Linked DNA regions of Mus musculus: region 1 is linked to region 2. A link is a contact called in public HiChIP or PLAC-seq data. All regions are on one chromosome and are shown on one strand. The core of a region is the stretch at or near the end of the contact, and the rest is flanking DNA. Distances in the headings are between cores, read along the strand shown.

What was found. HiChIP or PLAC-seq counts read pairs in DNA pulled down with a chosen protein or histone mark.
Region 1: a contact with region 2 is called in an H3K27ac HiChIP or PLAC-seq map of embryonic stem cells, with 13 times the contacts expected there. The contact joins the promoter of Isx here to the enhancer-like site in region 2. A contact is called at or near these places in 6 of 39 promoter capture datasets (the C10 cell line, embryonic stem cells, hippocampal neurons and 2 more) and 2 of 115 datasets of contacts at active chromatin or transcription factors (embryonic stem cells and epiblast stem cells).

What each region holds. Positions count from the first base shown.
Region 1 is chr8:74,871,714-74,874,514 of GRCm38.p6, reverse strand. Isx (intestine specific homeobox) reads right to left here and starts at 1,341. Exons shown (of 4, transcript NM_027837.3): 1 at 658-1,341. The coding sequence starts at 874.
Region 2 is chr8:72,676,119-72,679,026 of GRCm38.p6, reverse strand. All of the region lies in intron 9 of Nwd1 (NACHT and WD repeat domain containing 1), which reads right to left. Among named protein-coding and RNA genes, the nearest start is that of Nwd1, 31 kb to the right of the region's middle. Within about 2 kb of position 1,541, at least 19 of the 459 cell types and tissues checked have an H3K27ac peak or open chromatin away from gene starts, as enhancers often do. A contact at or near this core is called in embryonic stem cells and stem cell-derived epiblast-like cells, where this site is marked.

The DNA.
Region 1 (2,801 bases), core at 92-2,591, 2.2 Mb before region 2:
TCAGAGAGGACAGGAACTCATCTAGAGTCACACAGCTCCCTAGCTCTTACACCTAGGGTATCCACCACCCTGAGTGGATGCTGGCTTGAATGAGAGCCTGACAACTATCTGCTTACTTATTTAGGTGCATTCCCTCTGGTGAATACAGACTTGGGTTTGGGGACTCTGTGAGGACAGACCCCGACAAAGTTTCAGCTACTAGAAGCCATGCAGGCTGAGCTCAGCTCATGGGGAGAATGTGCTAGAAGTAAGGCTTTGGGGTTCCAGGCCCTGAGTTCAGATTGTGACTTCCAGCTTTATAACTTGGTAACATTATCCATCTCTTTTCTTATTAGTCCAGTTATCACAATCTCTGTCCAAATGGAAGGAAAGTGCCCACCACCTCATCAGTGCAGAATGAATGTGACTGATAATTCCCAGCCATGGCCTGGTCACAAGGATAAGCTCTGGGCCCCTGCACATCACAATGACCTGAGCCTATGTGTTTATGCACTCTGAATACCACAGTTGTATATTAGACTGAAAGGCTTAAAAAGCAACTTGTTTAAGACCTACTATCCCTTTGGATGTCACAGCCCCCCTATTTTATTGACAGAGATCATTTGAGTCTCCCACCCCTTCCCCAAGAACAAAAGAAAATGACCAGAAATCACTTACCTTGGGGCTGATCCTGTGGGGGCCTCTCCAGCTTGGAACCTGGGATAGTTGTCTGCCTGGAGTCCTCTTTACAAATGCTTTGTGGTCTGGGCAAACTTCTTCTTTCTGTGGGTTTCTTCAGGATTGCCTCAATGGAGAAGGACAAGCCCAGATTCTCTGGGGCTTCACAGTATCCTGAACTCTTCTCCATGTCCCTGTGGATCGTAGGGCCTGCCATGGCCTAGCCCTGCTGCTAGGAGGAACACTCTGTGTGTGCCCAGGGAGATGCCAGCAGAGGGTGGTATATTTTCTTCCCGGAGCTTCTGGGGACACAGAGGTGGTGATTGGGAATCCTGATGCTGGGTAATTCAGCCACAATTCCTTGGACACAGGGACTTCCATGGACCTTGAACACCTTTAAGACTAGGAGGTGGCTTCCAGCAGAAGAGCTGGTAGGCACTTGTCCTCTATCCACAGGTCTATAGTTGTCACCAAATAGAGGTTCAATTTTCCAGAGAGGATCTTCTTGGTGGTGGAGGCTTTCACAGTTACCAGCCTAGGCAAGGATCCTGGAGCGAACTGAGTAATGGTACCAGAAAACAAAGAGAAAACAGGCAGGGTTGGTGGGATGAGGTTTGGAGCCAGCATCCACCTTTGTCCTCTCTCTGACTTGTGTCCCCTTCCTGCTGGCTTCAGGCAGTCCCTGGGAGGCTAGGCTGCCACCTATGGGCCCTAGATGGCCAAGTGAACCCTGAGCCTCTTTGTGGCTGAAAGGTCTTCTCAGAGGCCCTTCTGGACTTCCTCAACCCAGCTTCCAGTCTCAGGAATGAGACTTCCAGGGCTCCTGTGCCTCTGCAGATCTTCAGGTAGAGGCTAAGGTCGATGCTGGCTCCCTGCGGGGGTCTGTGCTCACTTTTACCTCAGGCCTGTGGTCTGAGGCCAGTGCTCTCTGGGCTGGTGTTGGCTTTATTCTGTTCTCTTCTCCCTGACTTCCAGTCACATAGTAAATTCTTTAGCCACTCGTTTCTCCTTCTTTTGGGGTTTCCTTATTAATTTTTCCTGCTTGATCACCCTTTACTGTCTTCAAGACAGCCACAAAGATTCCCAGTCCAGTAAACTCTGGGCTTGGAGCTGACAGTCACTGCTCTATCTTGCCAGGAATTCTGCTCAGAGAAATGTGTAACCAAGGAGGAGGGTGGGCTGATAAGGGAAACAAGTCCCCACCCTAGGAGATGGGATGGGATGCAGGTGTTGGGTGGAGAGCTGAGGGAAACAGCCAGGATTGGAGGATAGACACAGGATGCCTTGCAGAGGCGTGGTGCTGAAGAAATGGCCAGGTGGAACAGAAGAGCAGAAGGTGGGGGAGGAACGGCCAAGGCGCAGCGAAATGTGTTAAAACACTTAGGAGAATTTGTGGGATTTGCAGAGGTTTATAGGGTGAACCTGGGTGTGATGGGTGAGGCTCAGCCAGGGGTAGTCCCTCACAGATGTGTTTCTTGGCTTACCAGTGCTAGAGCAGGGAAGGCATTCTAAAGCGTGTGTAGGGCATATGGAGAAACCGAGGCTCAGAACAAAGGGGTACAGGGGATGGAGTGACAGGAGGAATTTAAGGACTGTCCTGCGAAGCCTCAGAGTGTTACAACACAGAATGACCAATGCCCTAACCAACTGTGAATGTGAACCTCATGTTAGAATGCAGACCTCTCTACAGGGGGATGTGGGGTAGGCACAGTTGTTCCCCTTTCTTTGAGTTGGAGGGGGAGGAGTTAGAAGACGGAGGACTTCCCTGAGATGGGGAAACAGACGAAGAGGTCCTGTTCAGGAGCAGATCTTCTGGAAGTGCCAGAATCTCTGATTTAGTGGGGAGAGATTAGGTTCTGCAGTGATCTACAGAGGCTCATGCCAGCTGGAAGAAGCAGGGATTTTCCAACAGTGAAGCCGCCATCTTCTGATTGATTGATTGCAGGCTCCAAGGGAGGGGCGAGAGCAAAGTGGAGAGTGTTAGTGAGTCAGAAGCCTTAAGTGGTTTATGGGATGTCTACTCCTGCTCTGCAGGCAGCCGAGTCACATGATTGGCTCTCTGAATAGATCCTGGTGCTTTCCTCAAAGCCTGAAACAAATTCATGAAGACAGCAACCAGTCTGGTGTTCTTATATATATTTACT
Region 2 (2,908 bases), core at 292-2,791:
CCAGACCCCCACCCGGGGTCGCATGGAAAGCTTGTGGCCGTCCTCTGCGTCCACCCGCCCAGAGCACCAGAACTCTGGTGGAACACGGGTTTTCTCCCACTCCCTTTATTCCCCCATGACCGCTGCGCTGCAAGACCACACACACACCCATCAAACACACACACCAGGCATACACATCAAACACATCACACACATACACCAGACACACCCATCATATAACATACACTAAACATATCACACACACATAGACAAACACATATCAGATATATACAAACACATACACAAGACATACCCATCAGACACACATACCATACACACACCATATACATACCAGGCACACACTACACACATACACTACACACAAACAATACATACACCAGACACACTACATACATACATACATACATACATACATACACACACATGCATATATACACACCACACACACATACACACACATCAGACAAATATGGGGGACAAAGATATCCACAGGACACACCTAGCTGACATACTGACACCTATTTGAAATACACATAGAACACACCCAGAGGTTTACCAAACTCTAAGATTACCAATTTATCTTTGAATTGTTTGACAGTTTAATTCTTTACATTACATTTTGTTTTTGTTTTTGTTCTTAGTTTGTGTGCCTGTGTGGCAGTCAATGGAGGACCTGTGGGAATCACTTCTCTATTCCCAGCACTTAGGTCCCAGGACTGAACTCAGGTCCTCAGGCTTGCCACAAGAACCTTTATGTAATGAGCCATGTACTTTTTGAGATCAAGCCTCTCGTTGAGCCTGTCTCACATATTCAGCTAGACTGGGATCTGCCTGACTGTACCCCTGGGTTTGCAGGTGCATGCTGGTGAACTGAGCTCTTAAGTGGGGCTAGGGATTTGAACTCAGGTCCTCATGCTTGTACAAAGAACACTTTTATTAACTGAGCCATGGCACAGGACCTACCTTTTCCCCATTCGTTTAATTTTCCTTTTCCTCCCTCCCTCCCTCCACCCCTCCATCCCTCTCTCCTTACTTTCTCTTTTGTCAGTGTGTCTTATGTATCTGAGGCAGACCTTGAACACCTGATCTTCCTCCATGCATCTTGTCACCTGTTGAGTCAGGTGAGAGGCTAGGATGTCTCTGGGAACTGCCAATGTTGGGGTTCTAGCCTGGGACTCCAGCACCAATCTCCACTCCCCACTCCAAATTTACTTTTAAATAAAATCTTGGGGCAGACAAAATGGCTTCACAGACAAAGGTGATTGCCATTCACCAGGGCCACAAGATAAGAGAGAAATGAAACCTCTGATCTCCACATGTGTACTGGGGTACACACATACTCCCACAGAATAAAAAATAAATGCACTTAAGTAGATAAGAAATAGCACATGAAACAAGATACCATCCGGAACACGAACTGACAAACAGGAGAGCTCCTCAAGCCCAGAAGGGGTAGTTGTCATAAAGCTGCACATGATGGCTCACACCTGTGCTTCGACCACTCCAGTGCACTCTGCTTTACCTACCGGCCTAAAGCCTGAAAGCAGTCCTGAGGCAAAGAATTTCACAGAAACAGCCTCCTGGAACCTTGGCATTCCCATAGCCTGTTTATTCAAAGCCTGTCCCCACGTTAGTCTGGTGTTTGGATCCATGTGCTCTCTTTCAGAATTGTTTTCTTATAAGTGCCTTTAAGGTTTGATTTTGACATAGCTAAGCCTCCACCAGTGTTCCAATGGTTCCTAGAAAATCCTTGAAGCCGACCCTGAGCTTGGAATTCACTAAGAATGTTACCTATTCAGTAACACTTAAATTCACTTCTAGTAGAGACTGTGATACTAATTAGGCATTACAAAGTACAGAACTAGGAAAGCTCAGGGCTAGTCTGCATAGTAATTACTTAGGACAATAGCTGAGTCACACCCAAACACAGGAATACACAATGGCCTAGCAAATAGGTGGATTGTCACATGAAAGAGTTAGTGGAAGGGAATTCCCCTGGTACAGGTTTCTTCACTAGGTCCAGAGGAATAGCGTAATCAGGTATTTACTAAAGAACCCCTGGTGGTGAGTTTAACAATAGACTAGCATTGCATCAGAGCATTCACCTGGCTCCATTTTAAGTGGTAAATGTGGCCTGGTCCCCGCCAACTTTTTATGTATGCATTCTTATTTGTTTTGTGTCAATGTAACTTGGTGGATGTGTTCACCTGGCTTTTTTTGTTTTTCTTCTGTATAAAAAAGTCTGGTGTTCGTTTGGACAATGCATTCAGATTCAACACACTCCCTTGTGTCGTGTCTGTTTGTCACCCCATTCTCACCAACTCCTTGCCCACCTGCAACCAGAAATTCGTTCCCCACAGATAGGAGACCCAATAGAGGTTAGACTGCGGCACACCTGTTACCACAAGACTGAGGCAGGAGTATTGTGGCTTTGAGGCCAGTTTGAGTTACACACTGAGACTCTGTCTTGAAGGAAGGAAGGAGAATCTTCATAGAACATTTGCCTTTCTCCTTTGTGTGTACACATGTGTGTGCATATGTGTGTGGTTTGTTCAAGTAGGGTCTCACACCATAGCTCAGGCTATGTAATCCAGGCTAGCATTGAACTTGCAGTAGTTTTCCAGCCTCAGATTCCTGAGTTCTGGAAAAGCAGGTGCATCACCCCATCTACCTACAGTAATTATTCTGTATGTGTTGTATTCATATGTGCACTCTCATATGCATGCTCCATGTATGCATGTATGCATGTTTGTGTGTGTGCATGCTTGTATGTGCCTTGTGTGTGTGCATGTTCAAGTGTGCATTCACATGCCTGTATGTGTACATCCTCATGTGTTCATATTCATATACTCATGTATGTGCATGCTCACATGTATGTGCTGTCAGTGGTCACCATAAGGTATTTTTT